Regions from separate parts of the Mus musculus genome. Here all the other regions are linked to region 3. A link is a contact called in public HiChIP or PLAC-seq data. All regions are on one chromosome and are shown on one strand. Each heading gives the region's core, a stretch centred on a gene start, on an enhancer-like site or on the middle of the called end of the contact. The rest is flanking DNA. Distances are from core to core; before and after follow the strand shown.

The links. HiChIP or PLAC-seq counts read pairs in DNA pulled down with a chosen protein or histone mark.
Region 1: a contact with region 3 is called in a CTCF HiChIP or PLAC-seq map of the NIH/3T3 cell line, with 38 read pairs. The contact joins two enhancer-like sites. A contact is called at or near these places in 2 of 15 datasets of contacts at CTCF or cohesin (both in the NIH/3T3 cell line) and 1 of 115 datasets of contacts at active chromatin or transcription factors (the NIH/3T3 cell line).
Region 2: a CTCF HiChIP or PLAC-seq map of CD8 T cells shows a contact between it and region 3, with 16 read pairs. The contact joins two enhancer-like sites. A contact is called at or near these places in 4 of 15 datasets of contacts at CTCF or cohesin (CD8 T cells, the NIH/3T3 cell line, large pre-B cells and 1 more), 8 of 484 Hi-C or Micro-C datasets (the 63-12 cell line, B cells, the G1E-ER4 cell line and 4 more) and 6 of 115 datasets of contacts at active chromatin or transcription factors (CD8 T cells, the NIH/3T3 cell line, bone marrow-derived dendritic cells and 3 more).

What each region holds. Positions count from the first base shown.
Region 1 is chr4:89,231,833-89,236,600 of GRCm38.p6, forward strand. No RefSeq gene overlaps it. Among named protein-coding and RNA genes, the nearest start is that of Cdkn2a, 48 kb to the right of the region's middle. Within about 2 kb of position 2,804, at least 11 of the 459 cell types and tissues checked have an H3K27ac peak or open chromatin away from gene starts, as enhancers often do. A contact at or near this core is called in the NIH/3T3 cell line, where this site is marked.
Region 2 is chr4:89,521,381-89,526,239 of GRCm38.p6, forward strand. No RefSeq gene overlaps it. Among named protein-coding and RNA genes, the nearest start is that of Dmrta1, 160 kb to the right of the region's middle. Within about 2 kb of position 3,506, at least 93 of the 459 cell types and tissues checked have an H3K27ac peak or open chromatin away from gene starts, as enhancers often do. A contact at or near this core is called in the 63-12 cell line, CD8 T cells and the NIH/3T3 cell line, where this site is marked.
Region 3 is chr4:89,391,547-89,396,676 of GRCm38.p6, forward strand. All of the region lies in intron 4 of Gm12610 (predicted gene 12610), which reads left to right. Among named protein-coding and RNA genes, the nearest start is that of Cdkn2b, 83 kb to the left of the region's middle. Within about 2 kb of position 1,970, at least 25 of the 459 cell types and tissues checked have an H3K27ac peak or open chromatin away from gene starts, as enhancers often do. A contact at or near this core is called in the 63-12 cell line, CD8 T cells and the NIH/3T3 cell line, where this site is marked.

The DNA of each region.
Region 1 (4,768 bases), core at 1,554-4,053, 160 kb before region 3:
AAAGGATGGACCATGTAGAGACTGCCATATCCAGGGATCCACCCCATAATCAGCATCCAAACGCTGACACCATTGCATACACTAGCAAGATTTTATTGAAAGGACCCAGATGTAGCTGTCTCTTGTGAGACTATGCCGGGGCCTAGCAAACACAGAAGTGGATGCTCACAGTCAGCTAATGGATGGATCATAGAGCTCCCAATGGAGGAGCTAGAGAAAGTAGCCAAGGAGCTAAAGGGATCTGCAACCCTATAGGTGGAACAACATTATGAACTAACCAGTACCCCGGAGCTCTTGACTCTAGCTGCATATATATCAAAAGATGGCCTAGTCGGCCATCACTGGAAAGAGAGGCCCATTGGACTTGCAAACTTTATATGCCCCAGTACAGGGGAACACCAGGGCCAAAAAGGGGGAGTGGGTGGGCAGGGGAGTGGGGGTGGGTGGATATGGGGGACTTTTGGGATAGCATTGTAAATGTAAATGAGCTAAATACCTAATAAAAAATGGAAAAAAAAATAAGAACCCTAAAAAATAAAAAAAAAAAGAAACATTCACTATGAAAAAAAAAAAAAAGGAGAGAAGGCCAGAGGGCCAGGAGAATGAATGGAAATATGCAGTTGTTGGTGGGAGGGCAAACGGAACCTCTAGAAAGTCCCAGAGACCTGCGATGTGAGAGGTTCCCAGGACTCCATGAGGATGACCTTAGCCAAAAGTCCAACAGTGAGGAAGTAGAACCTGAAGAGACCACCTCCAGTAGATAGTCATGGCCCCCAGTGGAGGGATGTGGTCACCAACCTACCTTCAAAATTTTTGACCCAGATGTTCCTGTCTAAAAGAAATACTGGGATAAAAAAAGGAAGCAGAGGTTGAAGGAAAGTCAGTGCCTTTATTATCTTCGATAAATTACCCTGATAAAAGCAACTTAGGGGAAACATAGGTGTTTTTTGCTTTAAACTTCCAGTGGGACAGAGTTCATCGTGGCAGCCACTGTGGGATGCAGGCATCGTGGTAAGAACAGGAAGCTGACTGGTCACATTTCATCCACACTCAGGAAGCAGAGACAGAATAGGACATGGGGACAGACTACAAAGCCTCAAGACCCAACCCCAGTGACTCACTTCTTCCCGCTAGGCTCCACACCTAAAGATTCCATATTTTCCCAAATAGCACTATCAGCTGGGACCAAGTGTCCCCAAGGGTGACAGCTATAATAATGGGTAATCTATCCATACTATACAAACCAATATTTGTGAGATTAGAAGTTTAACAATTTTGTATAAGGCCTGAATGCACCTGATCTGATTTGATCTCAAAACTAATCAGGGTCAGACCTGGAAAGTAGCTATTTATGAGATAATTTCCAGATATGTAAAGTGTTATTATATAGAGTGGCTAAAATGCATGACAAATGTCCTGATAATTACCACACATAACTCACTTCCAAATTGCCTATATAATCAACGAAGTGAATTAAGATTACAAATTGGGGCTGGCAAGATGGCTGAGCAGGTAGGAACACTGACTGCTCTTCCGAAGATCTTGAGTTCAAATCCCAGCAACCACATGGTGGCTCACAACCACCCATGATGAAATCTGATGCCCTCTTCTGGTGCAAATGAAGACAGCTACAGTGTACTTATGTAATAAATAAATCTTTGGGCCTGAGTGAGCACAGTTGATGGAAGGGAGCAGGGCTGACCAGATAGAGCAGAAGTCATAAAAATTCAATTCCCAACAACCAAATGAAGGCTCACAACCATCTGTACAGCTACAGTGTATTCATATAGATAAAATAAATAAATCTTTTTTTTAAAAAAAAGATAACAAACTGTTACTTGTACAAATATGGACTTTAGGACCCAACTGTATTTCATACAATCATATATCAGTAAACATGTGCTTATCTACTTGTTTTAGTAAGTGCATTTAAAACATTAATATATTCAGATTTCCTGGATCAATTTAACTTGATCAATAATAATATTCCAAATGTTGTTTTGCATGACTACATGTAGTAAACCTTCTTTCTGAATTAACCATCTAGAACAGCATTATTTCTAAGAAAAGAAATGGAACACATCCTACTTACTTTAAAATAAATCAGCCACTACATGAGAAAAAAAATTAAAATTCCCACAAAACTTTATATACATAAAGTTTTGAACTTTATGCATATGGGTATTTTTGCCTATGTGTATAACTATGCACTAGATATGCCTGGTGCCCACAGAGGCCAGAAGGAGGCATTGGGAACCCTGCAACTGGAGTTAGAGACTATATAATAACCATGTGGATGCTGGTAATCGAACTAGGATGCCTGGAAGAGCAGCCAGTGCTCTTAACTGCTAAGCCATTTCTTGTAGGACCGTGAAAGGCAGCCTGATTCCTGGTTGAGCTAAGGCTAGAAACCCTGGTGACCCTAAAGAGACGGAAGGCGTTTTGACCCTATCAACCCTCCAATTTCTCAGCCCCCCCCAAACATAAAAGTTTAAATGATAAAAGTACATATGAAAAATAATTAAAATGGTAAACTGCAAATATGATTCTAAAGAAAGCTATGATGAAAATTAACTCAGCGAGACACACAAATGTCCTCAGACAGGATTCTGCTACTCTCTCTCTAGCACAATGACTGCGCTAAGGAAGATGCCTGTGTCTTGGGTGTTGCCTGCTTTGTTAGATTTCTATCATACGCTATTTTAGAAGGTGTTATTGCCGGGTAACTGGCCTACCCCTGGCCTGTCCCAAAACCTGAGACTTGGAAACCCCTGGTCCAGTGACTCAGCATTAATGGCCAAGTACTACTTCCAGCACACTGTACTTTTCCACTAGCTCACTGCGCATGTGCTGAACTAGCTCACTGCGCATGCTCCGAAGACCCTATAAACGCCTGCCCCTCAACCTAACCCACTGTAGTCTCTCTTCCAGTTCAGAAGCAGCCACCTTAAAGTGTCTCGCCCAATAAATCTCCTGTGTGAGGTTTGTTGCATAGTGTGACTTTATGATATTCCTTAGCTCCAAACTGCCAAGATGCCCTTGTGCTGGAAAACCCCTTTTCCATTATATTTAGGGTAGTGCTGCCAGAGATCATGGGTAAGGCATGTGTAGGCTTGCTTCAGAATAATAATCCTTGGATGTTGTGATTGTTAGTCTGCTGAAACATGTGAGTCAGAGAGAGAATGAACATATCTCACGTCCAATTTTGCACCAATATCTAGAATATCTTTGATGGTAACCTGAGATGTGAAATTTAAAAACTGATCAGAAGAGTAATTGGAGAGGACCGAGCTAGAAAACACGGGGAAAGCAAGTCCTTTACACTGTACTCATTTCTTCCCAGGACACTCTGGACTCCTCTGTGCATTTTTCTGAAAAACACCTCCCCCTTGTCCTTGCCCCAGGAGCCCTAGGCATCGTATATGAATCACTGTCTACCATTAGCACAGACATTACTTAGTAACCGTGCAACAGTCTGAAGAAAGTACCCTGGTTCAGAGAGTTATCGAATTCCTGAAATCGCTTAATCACTCTTTAATCGTATGGCATGTTCTTTCAAGTCACAGAATTCCCTCCAACTTGAACTGTCTCCTCCAGGAGGGAAGGGGTGGACCATCAGCCTCCTGTGGTAAGCAGGTGGTAAACACAAGGTCACATGTTCAGAAGAACAAAAACTAGGAAGATTCTTGACTCTTGAGGACATTGGTGCCATTGTTATGTCTTTGGTCTGTCATAGGCTCCTTTTCTGGGTTGCATAGGTGTGTGTGTGTGTGTGTGTGTGTGTGTGTGTGTGTGTGTGTGTGTGTGTGTTTGTTTTGCATTACCCCAGGAAAAGTCTGTCACACAACACTAATGTTCAATAAGAATTAAAAACAACAACAACGTTTTTATTAGTTTTTTGAGAATTTCATACAATGTATTTTTTTTATTTTTGAGAGTATAATACAATTACAATATTTTCTCTTCACCTTTCTCCCTCCAAACCCTACCATATGCCCCTTCCCCCTCTCCTTCTAACTCATGGCATCTTTTGTCATAAATTGTTATTGTATGCATTCCTAAATACAACCAGCTCAGTCCATCTAATGTTATTTGTATGTATGTTTTCAGGGCTGACCATTTGGCATTGGACAACCAATTGTTGTGCTCTTCCTTATAAAAAAAAAAAAAAGCCCACCTTATCCCAATCCTGGCTTTACTCTTGTAGTTCTTTCTGGAAAGTTGAAGCTTCGTGGGCTTTTCCTTGTTCACATTGTCAAATCTGCTGTGTCATTCTTGTTCAGCAATATTTTGGGATAGTCATGTTGGGAAGACTTTCTGGTTGTAGCTTCTGGCATTAGGAGACAAAATTGCACAGCAAATTTCCTGATCCTCTGGCTCATACTGTCTTTCCACCCCTCTTCTCAAATGCCCCCAGAGCCTTAGGTTTGAGAGTGTTTTGTAGATGGATTCGCTGGGTCTGGACTTCACAACTCTGCAGTTTGTTGGTTCTGTTTTTTTGTAGTTCTCTCCATCGGTTTCCTTGATAAAGACTACACTATCTGTGGGTATAAGAACAAATGTTTACATATTAGTGTTAGGTTTTATCCTAGTTTAGCAAATTCATGCTTATAGGTTCTCCTCAAATAACCAGGAAACTGGAACACAGTAGTTCGCTAGTTTCCAGTACCAGGAATGGTCTACCTCTTGTCAGGCAGGTCTTAAGTTCAATTAGAGAGCTTTTTAGTCACCACCAAGGCATGTATGCCAGTACCACACTCTTCAGGTT
Region 2 (4,859 bases), core at 2,256-4,755, 130 kb after region 3:
AAAATGTGTTCACTTTTGGATCCATATGCATGTGTAATGTGTAAATGTATATTTAAAATATTGCTAACCAAGGTATTGATGGAACATGTGTGTGTGTGTGTGTGTGTGTGTGTGTGTGTGTGTGTGTGTGTGTGAAAAATCTGTCCAAATGATTCAGAAGCTTATGAAGAAAAACTGAAAGAACTTCCCCATCTTTCCTGGGCAGTGGTGCGCCAAGCTGAATAAAGAAGCCTATCTCAGGTAGTAGAAACCAGGTGGCCAAGGGCAGAGAACTGGCTCTGGCTCTTACGGCCTCTGAACTTGTGGTACTGAGAAGTTCCCAGACAAAATTAACGCCATTTCCCACTGTGTTGGATGAGTGTGTCTTAGTCATTTAACAGATATTGACCATCAGATGCATCCTAGCAAGTCACGTCAACCAGCAATTGGAGAAGAACCTCACCTTTGGGGAAGTTAGAGCCCAGCTGGGGAAGAAGGCACTCACAATGCACTCTGGGAAACAACCTCTTATTATAGGAGGAGATTGTAGACACCAATCAGGACCCTGATGAAGTAAACCCATGTTTTCTGAACTGTTTGTCAAGAGGACTAATTGATTTAGCTCTAATCCATGGTGCACATCTATTTTGTGAGACTGATGAAATCTTTCACTTTTATGATGAGGTACTAAGTATGATTTATACTCATGCCCAAATTCTTTTCTATCTCATGGCTGATGGTTAATGCATCTCTGATTAGCAGGTGACCCTGGTTCATACTCTGAGGGGCATCCAAGTCACAGTCCCTCGAGAATAAAACAGCATTTCAGACAATCTCTGAGAGCCAGTTTTCTGCTCTTCCATTGGCGTTTCACACAGTCTCCCTGGGATTCGTACGTGGCCAGTCCAGTTTCTAGATGTTAAATATCCACGCTTGGCTTCCCTGGTACTGGCATGACTAGTTCCAGCAGTAGGTCAGTCTAGCCCAGGAAATGCCTTTAAATTCTTGAGTCTCTGCCTTCTAGCATTGTGCTTTAGAAAGACCAGGAAATGAAACGTACTGGAATAGAACAAGTATAATCTTCTGAAATAGAAAGATGGAATGAAAGGAAGGAAGGGAGAGATAGACACACAGAGATATCAACAAGCCTGTTTATTTGGACACAGACTGGTAATTTTTAACTTCAGAATTATTTTCAAGGGTTTAATTTCCAGTTTTGAATTTGAATCACGGTTGAGGGAAGAACTCAATCTGTAAAGTTCCCACTTTGCCAGCACCAGGTCTTGCATGAACTCCCAGAACTCACTTAAAAATAAACTTGGGGATGGGGGTTGGAGACAGTCTAGATAGATTCCTAGGACTCAGCCTCGCTTCCTTGACAAGGCCAGTGAGAGACTTTGTTTATGTTTTTAAAAAGGTGGAAAATGTGGGTGGTACCTGAGAAATGTACCTCAGGTGCATGACCTGAGGGTGTCCTCTGGCCTCCACACAGAAGCATACAAATACTTTAGTCACCTGTGTACAAGCGTGCGCGCACACACACACACACACACACACGCACACAAGTTCTCCTTTAGTTTTTTTTTTTTTTTCAATTCACAGATCTTCCAGGCTCTCTGGCATGTTCAGAGCCATGTTCTAATTATAACAGAAAAAAATATGTATATATACATACATATATATTTTTAAAGAAAAATCTATACCTCCATGGTCATCAGTTTTATAATTATATGTACCTTATGAGCTTGTTGAAAACATTAAATTAACTAATGCTTATAGAACTCCTGGAAGGGATTAAGGGTATTTTAAAAGCTCAATGTTAAGTATTGTCTTATAAATAAGAGTTGACCTATAATTATCTGCTTATGTATGATTTATCTCTCTATATAAGGATTTATTCCTATATAAGCCTTCAGAAATATGGCTCCTTGATTATTTTCTTTATCACTTGCCTGGAAGGACACTATTTAACATTTATATTTTGAATCTGACCGTATGGCCCACTGTTTCTGTATGCCTCGCATGGAGAGACGTTAGTTAGAAAGAACCTCTCAATTGATCAGAGAGAAAATGACACGCCCCTAAAAGGCAGCCTGGGGCAGTGAAGTGAGTACGAAGAAGGTTGGTCTGAGTAGCTTGCAAACCAAAACCCTTTGTGGTCCCAAATAAGGATTGCTGTACTCCTGTGTTCCTCTCCCCAAGCAGCAGGTCTGGTCCATGGGAGGTTATTCCTGGTGTGTAGCTAGCCTCTGGCTGTCAGACACAAATATGTCTGAAATTAAGATCAAGGTCTGTGAGCCTTTGAGGGGAAAAATTGAACTCAACTCTGAAAATCCCCCTGGCCATCTGCAAAGGCCACCCTGCAATGAGTGCTGTTTTAACCAGGGTTTATCTTTACAGGTGTTAGGTAGAAGCCTAGACAGCCAGTCAGCCGCTGTGAGTCATCTGGCTGTGGTGAGATTAGAAATTCCTGGAACATGATAAAGAATCCGGAGTGGAGGCAGGAAAGATGAAGGGAAATGCCTTCTGCAGCTCCCGGTTCCCACCGGTTCCCACCATGTGACCTTATGGTCCATAACTTTTGGGTCGATTTGGGCAGTTACCTGCTTGCTTTCTCACCCCCACCCCTTTCCTCCTCCTATTCATTTTTAAATATTTAGTTATTTTATGTATACGTGCCTGAGTGTATGCATATGTTCAAGAGCCCATGGAGGACAGATGAGGTCCTTTGTTCTCCTGGAAGTAGAGTTACAGGTAGTGGTGATCTGCCATGTGGGTGCTGGAAACAGGACCCGGATCCTCTGCAGAGCAGTAAGCACGCAACAACTGAGCCATCTCTAGCACCTCTTCCTTTTCTTTCCCCTTTTATTGACTTTTCAAAGTCAAGAAATCCTATTTCCACTGAATATGTAAATATTCATATTTTAACCAGGAAAGCGCACTATGTGTGTAAAGGTGGTAGATTTAGATACCGTTGAGAAGAAATAGAGGAGGGAAAGATGGGGGGCGAGGGAGGGGAGAACTGGAAAAGACAAGCAGAGGAGCGTCCGGATGGATGAGAATCGGGATGGAGTTGGCGACTCTGACTGCGGACTCAGTAATATTACTGTCTTCTCGTGAAAAAACGAATGAACAGGCTTAGCCGAACAATGGCTTCTTATTTGCAAACGCCGTAAAGAAAACAAAAGCATAATAAAAAATAAATTAAAAACAAAAAACAAAAGCAGTTAGAACCCAATGCATATTCTCTGCGCATTTGAAGTTGCTGCGAGGCAGGGCGGCTTCAAATTGGCCTCTCTTGTTCCCGTTCAGCGTAGGAGGGTCTCCACCCCACCATCCGGCCTTTCCGTACTAAAAGCTGAGATCCGAAGTTTCGGATGCTGTTGCCGGGAACTTCTTTTCACTCAGAGAGCCGTGCTGAGTGCACGGGGTTTTGATCTGTCCCTCGGGGGGAACTCCTGAGTCCCGTGTCCCTGCGAGTTCGCCTCTGAAAGTGCCGAAGTGAGGATTAGTTTGGTGTTGAGGACACCTAGTGGCGGTTTGTTGGTTGTGTTCTTCAAACGGAAAGAAAATCGGCGAAGTTAGCAACCCCGGAGGCAACTTGTCTCTTTTTCCACAACACCTTCACAAAGCAACTAAAGTTTCCCAGAAGCTTCAAGATAAAACGGCGTGGTGGTAGAGTCAGCTAAATTCTCACTTCTGCCTTTTACTGCCGTTAGACCGAATTCTCTCGGCTTAATTCCTTGTAAGGAACACACTGTGCCACACAAGGAAAGCTCTAAGGGCTGCAGAGTGGCCACAACTGGGTCAACTAAACTGATAAGCTGAGAGTCATTTTGAGAGAGACTCAGACATAAGAACTCTATGGTAATAGAAAGAGTCTTTTTTCCCCCCTGCTTTATAATGATTGACTACGCTGTACATTGCTCTTATTGTTTTCTGGGACTACAAGGTGTTAGTAATAAATGTCTCTAAAATAAATGTATAAACAATAGTTGTCCATTGCTGAAAATTCAGCTAATGGAGAATACAAGTTATCATTTTTGAGAGGTTTTCATATTTTCCACCTTCCAGTAAAAATCGATTTTCAAAAATAGGCTGAGCCCAAGATTTAACCATAGGCTGTAGTTTTCTTTTCTTTTTCTTTTTTTTTTTTAACATTTTTTAAAAGATTTATTTATTTATTTATTATATGTAAGTACACTGTAGCTGTCCTCAGACACTCCAGTCAGATCTCGTTAAAGATGGTTGTGAGCCACCATGTGGTTGCTGGGATTTGAACTTCTGACCTTTGGAAGAGCAGTCAGGTGCTCTTACCCACTGAGCCATCTCACCAGCCCAGGTTATAGTTTTCTAACCCCTGGTTTGAGTTGGTAACTCTTTATGCCGGCTCTTTCAAATAAGAGAAAATTTAGTGTGATGCAATTCGTGTAAAAATAAATAAAATTTAAGGTTAATTCATTTCGTTTAAAATTCACTTTATGTAATCTAGAATGTAATTTTCTTAAACAATACTTTTATTTATTTTTTTAAATCAATTTATTCTTTCATATCCCAACCACAGTATTTTCCCTCTCTTCTCTCTTCCCAGTCTCTCCTCCCTCCCCAACCACTACTACTCAGTTTCCCTTCAGAAAATGGACGGGCTCTCTGGGATAGCAATTAACCGTGGCATATCAAGTTTCAGTAAGGCTAGGTACCTACCTCTCCTCCTATTAAGGGTGGACAAGGTGAACCAGTCGAAGGACAAGGGTCTCAAAGGCAGGCAAGAGCTTCAGAAACAGCCCCAACTTCCTCTGTTAGGAGTTCTACAAGAACACTAAGTTACATAACTATCATATATGCAGAGGTTAGACCCACGCAGGCTCCCTGACTGCCGC
Region 3 (5,130 bases), core at 720-3,219:
TGTGGTATCGTAGACTGTGTCTGAGATCCAGTACTTGACTGACCCAATGTTTCTCTTGGTGTTACGTGACTTTCTTGCCTTCAGGATTTGTGAAACCAGTGTTTGGCGGCTGCTAGTCATTTGACTCATGAAACTTACCACTAACTGAAATCTGCATTTTTGCCTCTTCCTGTTCATGTTTGAGTCGTTTTATAATGCTTCCTGAAATACTTCACTTAAAAAAGAAGTCAAACAACAAGAACAATAACAACAACAACAACAAAGCTCTTCCCAACTTGACACCATTTGAAGCAGTTAGGTCCTTTCCTGATGGGGCAGTTTGTGCTGCATACATTCAGGGCAGGAGAGATAAAGGGCGTGTGGAATCTGGAGGTGTGTCTCAAAATCCAACAAGCAGTAGACCTTGTTAGTCAGGTCAGGAGAAAGTCGGAGGCTTTCCCTTTTAATAAATTATTGTAGATTATATATGAATTTAAAATATTTTATCATTGTATTTTTTACATGTATGGGTGTTTTGCCTTTGCGTATATGTATATATAGCATGTGTGACTGGTGCCAGGAAAGGACACTGGATTCCCTGGAACTGGAGTTAGCACACAGCTCTGAAGGTACTCTGGAAGAGCAGCCAGTGCTTTTGACTGTTAAAGTCATCTCATATCTCCAGCCCTTGTAGATTATGTGTATTCCACATACTTCTTTTTTTTTTTCCGTTTAATGATTTCCCCTGCACATTTTTTTCCCCATGTGGGATGAGTGTGCATTTTCCTTCTCTGTAAATCTGTTCTAAAATCCTTTCAAATCTTAGCTGAGGCTTTCTTAGGCAGTGTTTTGTTTGTTTTCTGAGATAGGGTTTCTCTGTGTAGCTCTCAGAGATCTGCCTACCTCTGCTTCCAAGTACTGGTATTAAAGGCATGTACCGCCATTGCTCCCCAATTCTTACTCAGTGTTTTAGGGTTCCAATTTCCTTCAGGAAAGGAGATGTGTATAATCTTGGGGTTTCCCCATGGTCTGGTAAAATGAAAAGTGTTAATGATTGGTTTAGATTTTTCCTACGATTGTTCGGATCCCACGAGAGAGCTAGGGAAGACCACAGTGTAGCCAGCCTTCTTGGGGAGACAGCAACACAAATGCCAGAGAAATTTTCCAGTTGGCTTTCTATCAGACTTTTTTTTTGTAGTTTTTTTTTTAAAGCACTGATTCATTCTCTTTGCTAAAATTCAAAGAAGTCAGTGAATAATGCAAATATTAGAGATCATTTAATTTCAGAAGCTTAATTTCTGAAAAAAGAGGAGAGCTAAGAGGGTGGGATTTCCCTGTTTTAAACAAGGAAAGGATTTGTGGTGCTTTTAGAAGGCTTGGCTCTCTTCCATATAATTCCATACATGCTCAGCTATTAACCCAAAGTGAGGTCAAAGTGCATTTGTTTTTATAGAACTGAAATTGCCTGCAGATGCTTTTATTCTTTGTTTCTTTCCCTTGCTCAGGTCAGCATTCCTCTGAGACAGCCTGACCCTTCTTCACTGACACAGCAACAGTCTGTCCATCCATCCATCCATCCATCCATCCATCCATCCATCCATCCATCTATCCATCCATCTAGCCTGCTTCTTAATCTTATGTTCACATACCCTTATATTGCATTCATTAGACTTTTTTTTTGAAAACTGTCAAAATGTCTTTCTAGGGATCCTGACACCCCTCACTCAGCACTTTTGATGGGGTTTCAGTACAGTCATCTAGGACAGCATTGCTTTACAGAAATGGATTTGATTGAAACCGCCTACAGCAGGTGAAATAGCCAGGTGCCCACATTACAGCTCTGAAAATATCCCTTTGTGGTACCTTGTGGTTTTAGTTTCTGAGAAATGATGATGAGGAGCTACAACAGAAGGCAAGAAATATCAGGAATGTCTGTTTGCCTGGGTGTATTCAGTCAGAGGTAGAGTCCTGTTTGTGTGTGTAAGACTGGGGTTTTCCCCCCTCGCCTGGTGGTAATGTTGCAAGAACAAACTTTCCCCTCACTGCCTCCCTAGGGTAAAATGGCTGCCAAGATATTTTGGAACAGAAACTTAAGAGTATCTTGGCCACTGTGAGACAGTAACAAGGGTCCTTTGATATTTTCTATGTTCTCTGTGGTCAAGCTGTCATCTGTTTTCTTCTGAGGTTCTGAGATGTCATAGGCCAATACTGGCTTGTGACCTGTTTCTTTGAAGGATATGCTGTAGGAGTTGGCTCCTATTTGCGTTGGAAGGCTTGAAGGAGCAGCTCTTTTCAGAGGAGTTCTCATGGAGACCACTAGGGAGGAAGAGGAGACCAAACACAATGGGAAATGTTTAACAATTAAAACCAGCTCTTGCCTGTGTGGTCCTGCGTTTTACATCACTTCGTGGAAATGGACAGCTGGGAAAAAGCCTGATAGATGATAGAGCCAGTGTCCTGTTAAGCATAGTCTATAACGTAGACAAGAAAAGGGCAACATATTCAGACTGTCAAGGAAGTTATCTAACAGCTACGATGACCACAGGCCACCAGACTGCTGGTCCATAGCTTTACAGTTACCTGACTGAGAAAATAGAAGAAAGGTTGGCTGAGCCCAACCCAGAAACGTTCCAAAAATGTACTATGGTTTTTCAGCGTGCTAACACTTTTTATTCATTTTCAAGTGAAGTTTTCATTATCTGAAAATATGAAACTTTAAAACACAAAGCCCACATTTCATCATTCAATTTATGAGTATAAGATATAAAAATAGTGTTGTTTTATATTTACCTACTTCTTTTTAAAATATAAAATGTAGGTGCTGGAGAGATGGCTTGATGGTTAGGAGTGTGGACTGCTCTTGCAGAAGACCAGAGTTTTATTCCCAGAACTCATGTTGGGCAGCTCATAACTGCTGTAATTCCAACTCCAGGGCATCTAAAAGCACCTACAAACACTCACCTACAATTAAAAACCATAACAAAACAATAAATGAATGTATAAAATGTTAATAAGCAGGAAAATTTCCACCACTCAGAATCAATCCCTGACTATAGTGTGTATTCTTTTTTCATTTATATTTCCCATATGTGTGTATGTATGTATGTATGTATGTATGTATGTATGTATGTATGTATGTTGTTGTATTTCTCTGTCTCTGTTTTTCCTTCTTTTGGGATAGTCTCACTGTGTATCCCTTGGCTAGCCTGAAACTCACTAAGTAGACCAGGCTGGTCTTGAATTCGTAGAGATACACCTGCTTCTGCCTCCTAAATGCTGGATCAAAGATGTGCCACCATGCCTGGAACCTTTTATATTTAAACTAAAGCCATATTTTTTTCTAGATTTATATTTTATCATGTATGTAACTTTTCCCTTCCTCCCTTCTTACCTCCCTCCATCCCTCTCTTTCCTCTTCCTCCTTCTTCTCCTTCCTTTTATTGGATGACTTCTGTCTCCACGTCTCAAGTGCTAACATGACAGGTATTTGCTACCCACCTGATCGATAACTGCCAAGTGAGTTGTAATATCTACTTTTGTGAGTTGTGCCTATACTTACGCACTCCTGTGTTATTACTGTTATTCCACAGCTTGTTGAATTTTTTTGTATCTTATAAAGAATGAGAAAATGACATAATGATGCAATATGTCTTGAGGTTTTTTTTGAACTAATTATCCAGACCTGTTTCTCTGGAAAGTTCTCCAGGTGACAAATTTAGTGGATTTGTGAGAGAACTCCTGTGTGAGTTGGAAAGATAGAGTTAGGAGAAGTATTTGAAATGGTGCAGCCAGCCTTTAGTTGACACTTGAGGCACCCAAGTGCTTCTTGGTGTTAGGCACACAGGTACCTACAAGATCAGTCCTGATCAGGTCTGAAGAAAAGAGTCTTAGGGTGTAACAAAATAGTAAGTACAGTGGGGATATAGCTCAAGGCTAGCCAAGCTTACTTGGCATGTGTGAGGCCCAGAGTTTGCTACCCATTGCTCCCAAGAGGGCTAGGGGAAGAAATGTGTATTAGTTTCACTATGAGTCCTAGGCAAACTGACTCAAGAGAGTTCTGAGAAAGACCTATATTCATTTAACTGCAACTCCCATCCCACCCAGTGATCCACCACCATGCCTAGTAGCACCCACTTAACTGCATAGTCTCAGGCATATCTGTTGTCCCATATGTGACTCCAAAGCTCAGTTTGCTCATGTGGAACCCAGGAGACCTTTTGCAATATTGTGATGTCTATAGGAGAAAATGTAAAAGAACAAAGAGAGTGAGTGCCCAATTCATAATGGACTTTCAAATGGAAGTCAGAGCCACTACCACCACCACCATCATTATCACTGCTGTGGCTATATCTGTATTGATAATCTGTCTCTCATGGCTTTTACTCTACTTCCCTCTGTCCTCTAAATACTCTCAGCTATTGGGTGGTGTCCTGTTTCAAACACAATTTTTTTTCAATAGAATCAAATAGTTTACTTCCTGACTTCATGACATGATCCACCAAACTTACCAGTCCATCAAAAATGACCTCTCTTTAGTCTGTCTTCCTGTCCCCTTTTCCTTCCTGGAAAGTTTATAAGTGATGAGACATACTGCAGGTTTCATTTTTTCAGTCCTGGTCCTCTTGCTGTATTTGTTTGTGCTTTTCTCGCCATGCTATGATGACCTGCTCATCATAGCGTGCCTGGGAAGCAACCATCTGTCTGGACACTATTGCTCATTTCTAACAATAGCAAAGACAACTGTTGACTGAACACCTCATTTGTGCCAGATACACAAGCCTCACTGGGGAATGCTATTTCCTTCTCTGCAGCATCACAGTATGGCTCACAGGTATTAAGCAACATGCAAAACCAGGGATGAAGCTGAATCTTCAAGCCTTGCACCACAGTGTACAGATGGAGGAATGGACTTTTTTCCTTTTCTTTTTTTTATTAGATATTTTCTTTATTTATATTTCAAATGTTATCTCCAAGGTCCCTTATACCCTCCCCCTGCCCTGCTACGCAACCTACCCACTCCTGCTTCCTGGACCTGGCATTCCCCTGTACCGGGGCATATGATCTTCACAAGACCAAGGGCCTCTGCTCCCATTGATGGTCGACTAGGTCATCTTTTGGTACATATGCAACTAGAGACACAGTTCTGGGGGG